Regions from separate parts of the Mus musculus genome. Here region 2 is linked to region 1. The links are chromatin contacts, called in public promoter capture Hi-C maps. All regions are on one chromosome and are shown on one strand. The core of a region is the stretch at or near the end of the contact, and the rest is flanking DNA. Distances in the headings are between cores, read along the strand shown.

Region 1 (3,310 bases), core at 105-2,604:
AACCTCCCTAAGCATTTGTTCAGAGGCAAAAAACAAAACAAAAAAAACACAAACTTGGGAAGGCTGATCCTGCCCAGTCATTTGTGTAATTAGGACAATAACTATATAATTAATTCTACATCTGTCAGTCTCCTCTGCTGACCACCCCTCCCCAAAGAACACAAACTCCAGGAAGCCGACAATTACTCTGCTCACAGAGGCCCAGCCCAACAGCTGACACTTGGTAGCCTATTGGTAAATTCGAAAAAAAAAATCTGAATACAAGAGGTCTAAGGCTAAATCCCGGAAGAAGGAAAAAAAAAAAAAAAAAAACCCAAAAGAACAAACCACCAACAAAAACAAAACAAAACAAAAAATCCGACCCAGAGACTCCCCAAGTCTCTCCACCCCAACTTCCACACTCTCACCTGTCCGTTGCTAGGTTTGGACATGGTTTTCCGGGCTCGGTGCACTTTGGGCTGCCCCTCCTGGGCGGCAGTTGTTGCCGGAGAGGGTTCAGGCCCAGCAGTTGCAGCTCCCTGGGCCCCGGGCATGCTCAACAGCCTCATGGCCAAACTCTGGACCGAGGGGGGCGACTTTCCTGCCCCTGTCATTGACATTTTGGCCCGACTGGGACAGGCACCCCCCTTGCTGGGGGAAGAGGGGAACGACTTTGTGGCATGGCCTAGAAAAGAGGCAGGCAGAAAGGGGGTGCAGGGTGAGCAGGCATGCAGAAAGCCCCTCTGCGCCCCGTCTCCCTCACTCCCCAGTCTCTCACCCAGCACGATGCGACCCCCATCTCCCTCCAGGCTCTCGGGTTCGTCCCCGATGAGTGATGCGGCCCCGACAGGGGTGTCAGCCCCCTCATCGCCGACGGTGACAGTGACAGAGGCCGGAGAGGAGGGGCCGGCAGGCTCCAAGGAGTCGGGGTTGGCCTTGGGAAGGGTCTCCTCACTCTGAGGGGTGTCCCCCAAAGAGCTATGAACTGTCGGGAGGGGAAAAGAAAAAGTTCAGGGCTGAAAGCTCCCGGGATCCCGTGTTGGGGGTGGGGAGGGTGGAGGTCCGGTCGGGCCTGCTCCTGCTGCACTCACCTCTCTCGGCGGCTCCTCGGGGCTCCTTCTCCAGCAGCAGCGCCCCCATCTCAGCGGGGGCCTCCCCCTGGGAGGGGAGACAAGGAACCGGGGGGCCGGTCAGCCCGGCAGGCAGCTGGGGGGCCCAAGACGCCTGGGCCCTGGGCAGCGAGAGCAGGCTTCGGGGCCTACCTCGCCCTCGGTGGGCGCCCCCCCGACCGCGGCCGCGGCCGCCCGTGGGGGCCGCACGCCCCCGCCCCCGGGCCCGCATCAGCCCCCTCCCTCTCGGCAGACCCCGCATCTCTGGGGCCGGGAGCAGAGGAGGGGGAGGGGGCGGGGCCTCCGCGCCCCGGCCCCGCCCCCTCCTCCCGGCTGCACGCGCCGCTCCCCCTTTGTCCCCCAGGCCGCGGGGACCCCGGCCACCAACCCCTGCAACGCCCGCTGCGCCCCAGCCCGGCGGACGGCCCCTCGCGCCCCTCGCGCGGGCTCCCGGGGTCGCGGTGCCCACCGCCCACGCAGGGGCAGCGGGCGGCGGCACGTGCGACTCGGCGCCCACTCCCCCCACCTCCCACCCCCTGGTCCCCTCATCCGCCCCCGGTGTTGGCCCCCTGGTTTGCTGTAAGTTCGGCTCGGGCCCCCCGGCCCCGTTGCACCCCCGGAGCATTGCACGAGCGCGCGCTTCCCCCGGGCGCGCGCGCGGGCATGCACCCGCCTCTCCCCCTCCCCTTCCGCACCTCGGCGGCCGCCGCCGCAGCAGCTCCCGCCGCCGCCGCCATCGCCGCTTGCGCGGGGGGCCGAGCCGGCGCGCGGCCGCCCCGGGTCACGTGGACAAGGAGGGAGGGCGAGAAGACGCCTTAAAGGAGCCGCTGCGGGCCTCTTGGCCATTTTTGCCCCCCAGAATGGCCCTGGAGGTCCAGAACTGGGGCCTGTAGGGGAGAGGGCGTTCGCTCCTAGCCTGGGCTCCGCCGGGAGCAAGGGTGAGGCTCGACTGGGCTGTGGCTTCCCTGTCCCCGCCCGGTTTTGGGAACACGTGTAGCCTGAGCCTTTGCAGCTGCCGCGTGTGCCTTTCCCGTTCTGAGCCGCCAGATAGAAGGCTGGGACTATATCAGTTTTGAACTTTAGTGCACAAGAAGGGGCGACAGAGACTCACGGAAGACACCTTTACTTCTGGGTCAGTGTGCTTTTGGAAATCTGGGGGAAGTGTCTTCGGTTGCACTAGATATGTCAACTGAATGCAGCGGAGACCTCAATCTATTGACAGTAACTATTTCTGCCCAAATACTTCTCCATGGAGGGGGGGGGTCATGGTCCAGCAGACAGCTTAAGTATGATGGTAGACACAGCAAGTATACAACCCTGAACACTATCGAGGGCACCATCCCCCTCCAGGCATTAAGTCCTAGCCAAAGCTTGAAAATGCCTGTATGGTTGCTCACACAATATTGGACAGACAGGTACTTATGTTACTGGGCCCAAGGCCAATTCGGCATCTTATGGGAACTGTAGTCCTCTTTGGATTAAAAACTTTTCAGAGCTTTCTGGGAATTGTAGTCTTCTAGGTAATCAACTATAAGTTTAGCTGGTATTTCAACTTTCCTTAAAACTTGAGCAAAAATATGCAACAGATGCCCTTTTGCCATCTCTGTGGGTTCACTGGTCACCTGTGGCCCATGGCTTGCACTGCCACCAAACCCCGCATGGTTTATGCCAGCACCAGGGTTGCCAATCACTGTGTGATAAGGTTTCTGCCTAAGTGTTTAGGGCGTGTTCCGAGTCTCTGCTTGAGGCTCCTTTTGGCATGGGACTACAATTGTTAGCGCTGGGAGAATCTATGGTGGGTAGTCACACACATGCAATTGCCAGAATATAAAGAAAAAATGTTTTTGTTTGTTTTTTTTGTTTATTTTTATGGAAAACAAAAACTAAAACCCCAAACTCCAGAAAAAATCCTAAAAAATAGTTTTCTTTAAAAATACTGTATGTCTCTACTCCTCTCCCTCCCCCCAACAGCCCTCCTTGTGTCCTTTTTTTCTAAGTGCCCTGCCCCCCCACCCCTCCGCTACTCACTGTTCTCGCTACTGTAGCCTAATGTCTCATTACCTACCCAGGTTGCCCACCGTGTTCTCTTACCTGGCACATATCATTTCATTTCCGGTGAGCCTTGTATCTACTTTCCCACTTCCCCAGCATGCAAAAATCTCCTCCCTTCCTTCTGGTACTTCATACATGTGTCGCCCTCCGCTCCCTTCTCCCTGTCATCT
Region 2 (3,829 bases), core at 700-3,199, 150 kb before region 1:
AGGCAAAGAATAGGGGACTTGGTGGGGTTGGAATTGAATACTAGATCTTCAGCGGAGCAGAGAGGTAGGGCAGGGTTTGGAAACTAGGGTCCCCATTCACTAAGCCTCTATCTAAGCTGTTTCTGGAAGCTGGGCCTGGCAGGCAGAGGACCTAATCTCAACTTAGAGATATGGAGGACCTAACAAAGGGGGCAACTCTCTAATTGGATGCAGGTGACCTCATCCCCCAAGGGACACCTCCCCCTAGACTGAGGGTGATTCATTTCTGTGTCTTCAGGCCTCAGCAGCTTCCTTCCTGGCAAGGAAGTGGGGGCAGGGACCTATACACACAGAGGCCTAGGCAGCTGCCGCCACTCCTACAGTTCCCCAAACCCTCACTCATGTCCTCTGGTCCTCTAAGATCCTCGTCACAGGACAAAGGGCCAGGATCTCTACAGCATCTCCTCGCCCAGGGTAAAAATAGCCCCTGGAGGCGAGTGTGAGGTGGGGACCACACCTAAGGGGCGGACCCAGGCTCCAGTTCACTTCCCTGGGCCAAGAAACTGGGAAAGGCAGCCAGAGAAAACCCAGAAAAAAAAGATAGAGAAAAACAGAACACCGACACACAGACGGGAAGAACGAAAGGAATGCCAAGAGAGGCCGAGAAGCAAAAAACGAGTGCGAATGTGCTCACTGGGAGAGGACCTGCCCGGAGAGGAAGGGACGTGCACGGGGGTATGGGGAAGGGTGGTGCCGGAGGGGACAGGCCTGGGCAGAGGAGGAGCGCGGCAGCCAGCGGTTTCCGAACCCAAAAGCCAAAAGCCTAGCACCAGCTTGCCTTGACCACACCCACAGAGAGGATAGTGTAAAGGGGGAGGGCTCAGGGGGAGGGGGCTTTTTCTTCCAGCCCGGTATCAGCCCGGCATTTACATCTAACCCAAGGAGTCTCCTGTCCCCTTTGGAGCTCTCCTCTCCTCTCTTCATAAGTAACTACTGCTAAACTTTAATCTCCTTCCTGCCTCAGCTGGGGGATAGTCATCTCAGCCACTGATTGTGCTGCTTCTTCGTGAAGGCTCTTTCCTTCCACCATGCGACACACTCATCCTTCAACCCTACCAGATTCTTATTCATTCTCTCTCTCTCTCTCTCTCTCTCTCTCTCTCTCTCTCTCTCTCCTCTCCTCTCCTCTCCTCTCCTCTCCTCTCCTCTCCTCTCCTCTCCTCTCCTCTCCTCTCCTCTCCTCTCCTCTCCTCTCCTCTCCTCTCCTCTTTTTCTCCCTCTCTCCCTCCCTCTTTCTCGCTCTCTCCCCACGTTCTCTCTGCCCCATCTTTCATTTTTCTCTTTCTTTCATAGGGCCACACGTCGTAGCCAACTCTCCTGACCTTCTCGAACCCCACCACTGTCCCTTTCTCGGTCCTTCTCTTGTCTGGATCCCCCTGGATCCCGCACCGAACCCCATTCACTCTCTCATTCCTGAAACTTTACCTTTCTCCCCTTTAGGCTGCTGGAAACCTCTTCTATAAACTTCCCAGGGCGAGTCTAGCACTCCCATTACCGTCTCACAAGTCGTGTCTGCCCGCCCACCCTGCCCCCAGCAAAACAGCACCGGGGCTGGGAGTGGGGTCAACTAGGAAGGGGTTGGGGAGTTTGAGCTGGAGCCCAGGAGAGGGGAGGACTGACTTGCAGAAATCCTGAGAGTGGCCAAAGAAAGAGAAAGTGTTCTTACCTTCACGAACAGTTCGACCTGAGGTTGTTCTTCAGCCATGGTTGCGTCGGGGACCAGGAAGCAGCCGTCGCTGGGGGAACTGGGAGGGGCCGGGGCAAGGGAAGGCGGGTCTCACGGTCCGGGATTCTCTCCTCCAGACTCAGGGCTGTCCCTTCGGCGCAACCCAAGTCCGATCAGACCCTTTAGTTCGCTCCAACACGGCTTCCCCACAGGCCCAGTGCACCCCACACCCAGCTGCTCCACCTCGGTCCCTCCTGTTTAGCTCAGGGAGCAGCTGACTCACCGGCCGGCCCCGCCCTGGACCTGGGGAGGGGACATGAGGGGAGGGGACACGGGGATCGTGGGAGTGGGTCCGGGACTGAAGTCAGAGGTCTCGGGATCCCAGGGATAAGGTGTTAGAAGGGAAGTCCGGGGGCTTCCTCGATTCCCTGACCTCTCCTAAACACAGCAGCATTTTCGTGCCTCAGTTTCCTCGCTTCGTTAATGAGAAGGGTGGCCACTATCAAACAGGGAAGCTTGACACTAGCGAAGTGACCACGGAGGTGCAGAAAGGGAGTTTGAGGATGCAAGGGTTCTGCGTTTTGTTTTGTTTTGTTTTGTTTTCAGTTATCCAGTCAGTCTTCTGGTTTGCTGGGACTGTGCTCTGCGTGTGTGGAGGGGGATCGGGAAGGAGATAGTGAGCTGAGGACTACAGATTGGCAAAGGGCACTCCAAGACACAGGCCGCCAGAGGCCAGGAGGCCTGATGCAGGGGAAACAGGAAGCTGAGCCCAGGCTTCACGGCAGGGGGCGGTCCTCTGGAAGCCTGGCCAAGCTTAGACTTTCCCCAACCCGGGCCCCTTACCCTCCTCTCAATGGTGAATGTTGCCTTGGAGACTTATCCTGGTTCTAGGATAGCACTGGGCTCATCCTGGGGTGGGTGGGGTAGCGACTGGTTCTATCACGGGAAGAAAAAAAGGAAAGGTCAGACAGGTCAGTGTGAGCAGAGTCTTGGGGGACATCTAAGTAAATAAGACGGGGGGGGGGGTGTCACTTTCCCTGGGAGGCCTGATTCTGGAGGGTCTAACTTTAGTATAAAGATAGAACTTTACTACCTATTTTTTTTCACTTCAGTATCTTTTAATTACCCACCTATACAAATGATTTTAGATAAAGCACAGGCAAATAAAAATATGGAATGCCTTACAAATTTGCGTGACATCCTTCCGCAGGGGCCATGCTAATCTCTGTATCTTTCCAATTTTAGTGTGAGTGCTACTGAAGAGAGCTCTACTACTCGTGTGTGTGTGTGTGTGTGTGTGTGTGTGTGTGTGTGTTTGTGTATTTTGGTTTTTAGTGACAGGGTTTCTCTGTGTGGTTGAGGCTGTCCTGGAACTCACTCTGTAGACCAGGCTGGCCTCAAATTCAGAAATCCGACTACCTCTGCCTCCCAGGTGCTGGGATTACAGGCATGCGCCACCACTGCCCTGCCTACTACTTCTACCTTTTTTAAAAACAAAAACAAAACCAGGCATAGTGGTGCACACCTTTAATCCCAGCACTCAGGAGGCAGAGGCAGGCAGATTTCTGAGTTCGAGGCCAGCCTGGTCTACAAAGTAAGTTCCAGGACAGCCAGGGCTATACAGAGAAACCCTGTCTCGAAAAAACAAAAAACAAAAACAAAACAAAAAACAAAAAAACCTAAAATATGTCTGCCAATATCTAACCTCCACACTCTAAATTTCTCTACTATCGACTAGCTTTCTTTTCTTCTCAGTCTAACACACACACACACACACATATACAGACATATTTGAAGAAAATATTCTGGACTTGGAAAGACAGAGAGGAAAGACTGGGCTGGAAACTGAAAGAGGCAGGGAGGGCTGAGGTGAATTGATGCATGTTTGCTGGAACAGCAGTTAGTTAGTGGTTTCCTCTTGTGCTTCCTCTTCTGAGAGCTTTCTCCTCCCTGGGGCGCGGGGGGCGGGGGGGGGGGCTGGCTTATCTCTCTCCTCCCCAGGAAGGCAGAATATACTTGGTGTTTGGGCTTTTGAACTACAGCGTTGCAGACAGTTGTAGACTGACTCATGCGTGAGCCCCAGCTGAGTCCTAAGAATGTTCCCTCTATGCTGACCCTTGAGAT

Evidence for each region. Capture Hi-C pulls out chosen DNA fragments and counts their contacts.
Region 2: a promoter capture Hi-C map of pancreatic islet shows a contact between it and region 1. The contact joins the promoter of Clic1 here to the promoter of Ehmt2 in region 1. A contact is called at or near these places in 14 of 39 promoter capture datasets (the 3T3-L1 cell line, the C10 cell line, the HPC-7 cell line and 9 more), 2 of 484 Hi-C or Micro-C datasets (both in embryonic stem cells), 7 of 115 datasets of contacts at active chromatin or transcription factors (bone marrow-derived dendritic cells, bone marrow-derived macrophages, effector CD8 T cells and 4 more) and 3 of 9 other capture datasets (adipose tissue, liver and pancreatic islet).

Annotation. Positions count from the first base shown.
Region 1 is chr17:34,897,014-34,900,323 of GRCm38.p6, reverse strand. Ehmt2 (euchromatic histone lysine N-methyltransferase 2) reads right to left here and starts at 1,354. Exons shown (of 27, transcript NM_145830.3): 1 at 1,071-1,354; 2 at 758-964; 3 at 408-664. The coding sequence starts at 1,350.
Region 2 is chr17:35,048,363-35,052,191 of GRCm38.p6, reverse strand. Clic1 (chloride intracellular channel 1) reads right to left here and starts at 1,949. Exons shown (of 6, transcript NM_033444.2): 1 at 1,706-1,949. The coding sequence starts at 1,744. It overlaps Gm23421 (a small nuclear RNA gene), which reads right to left and starts at 2,974; the gene lies at 2,871-2,974.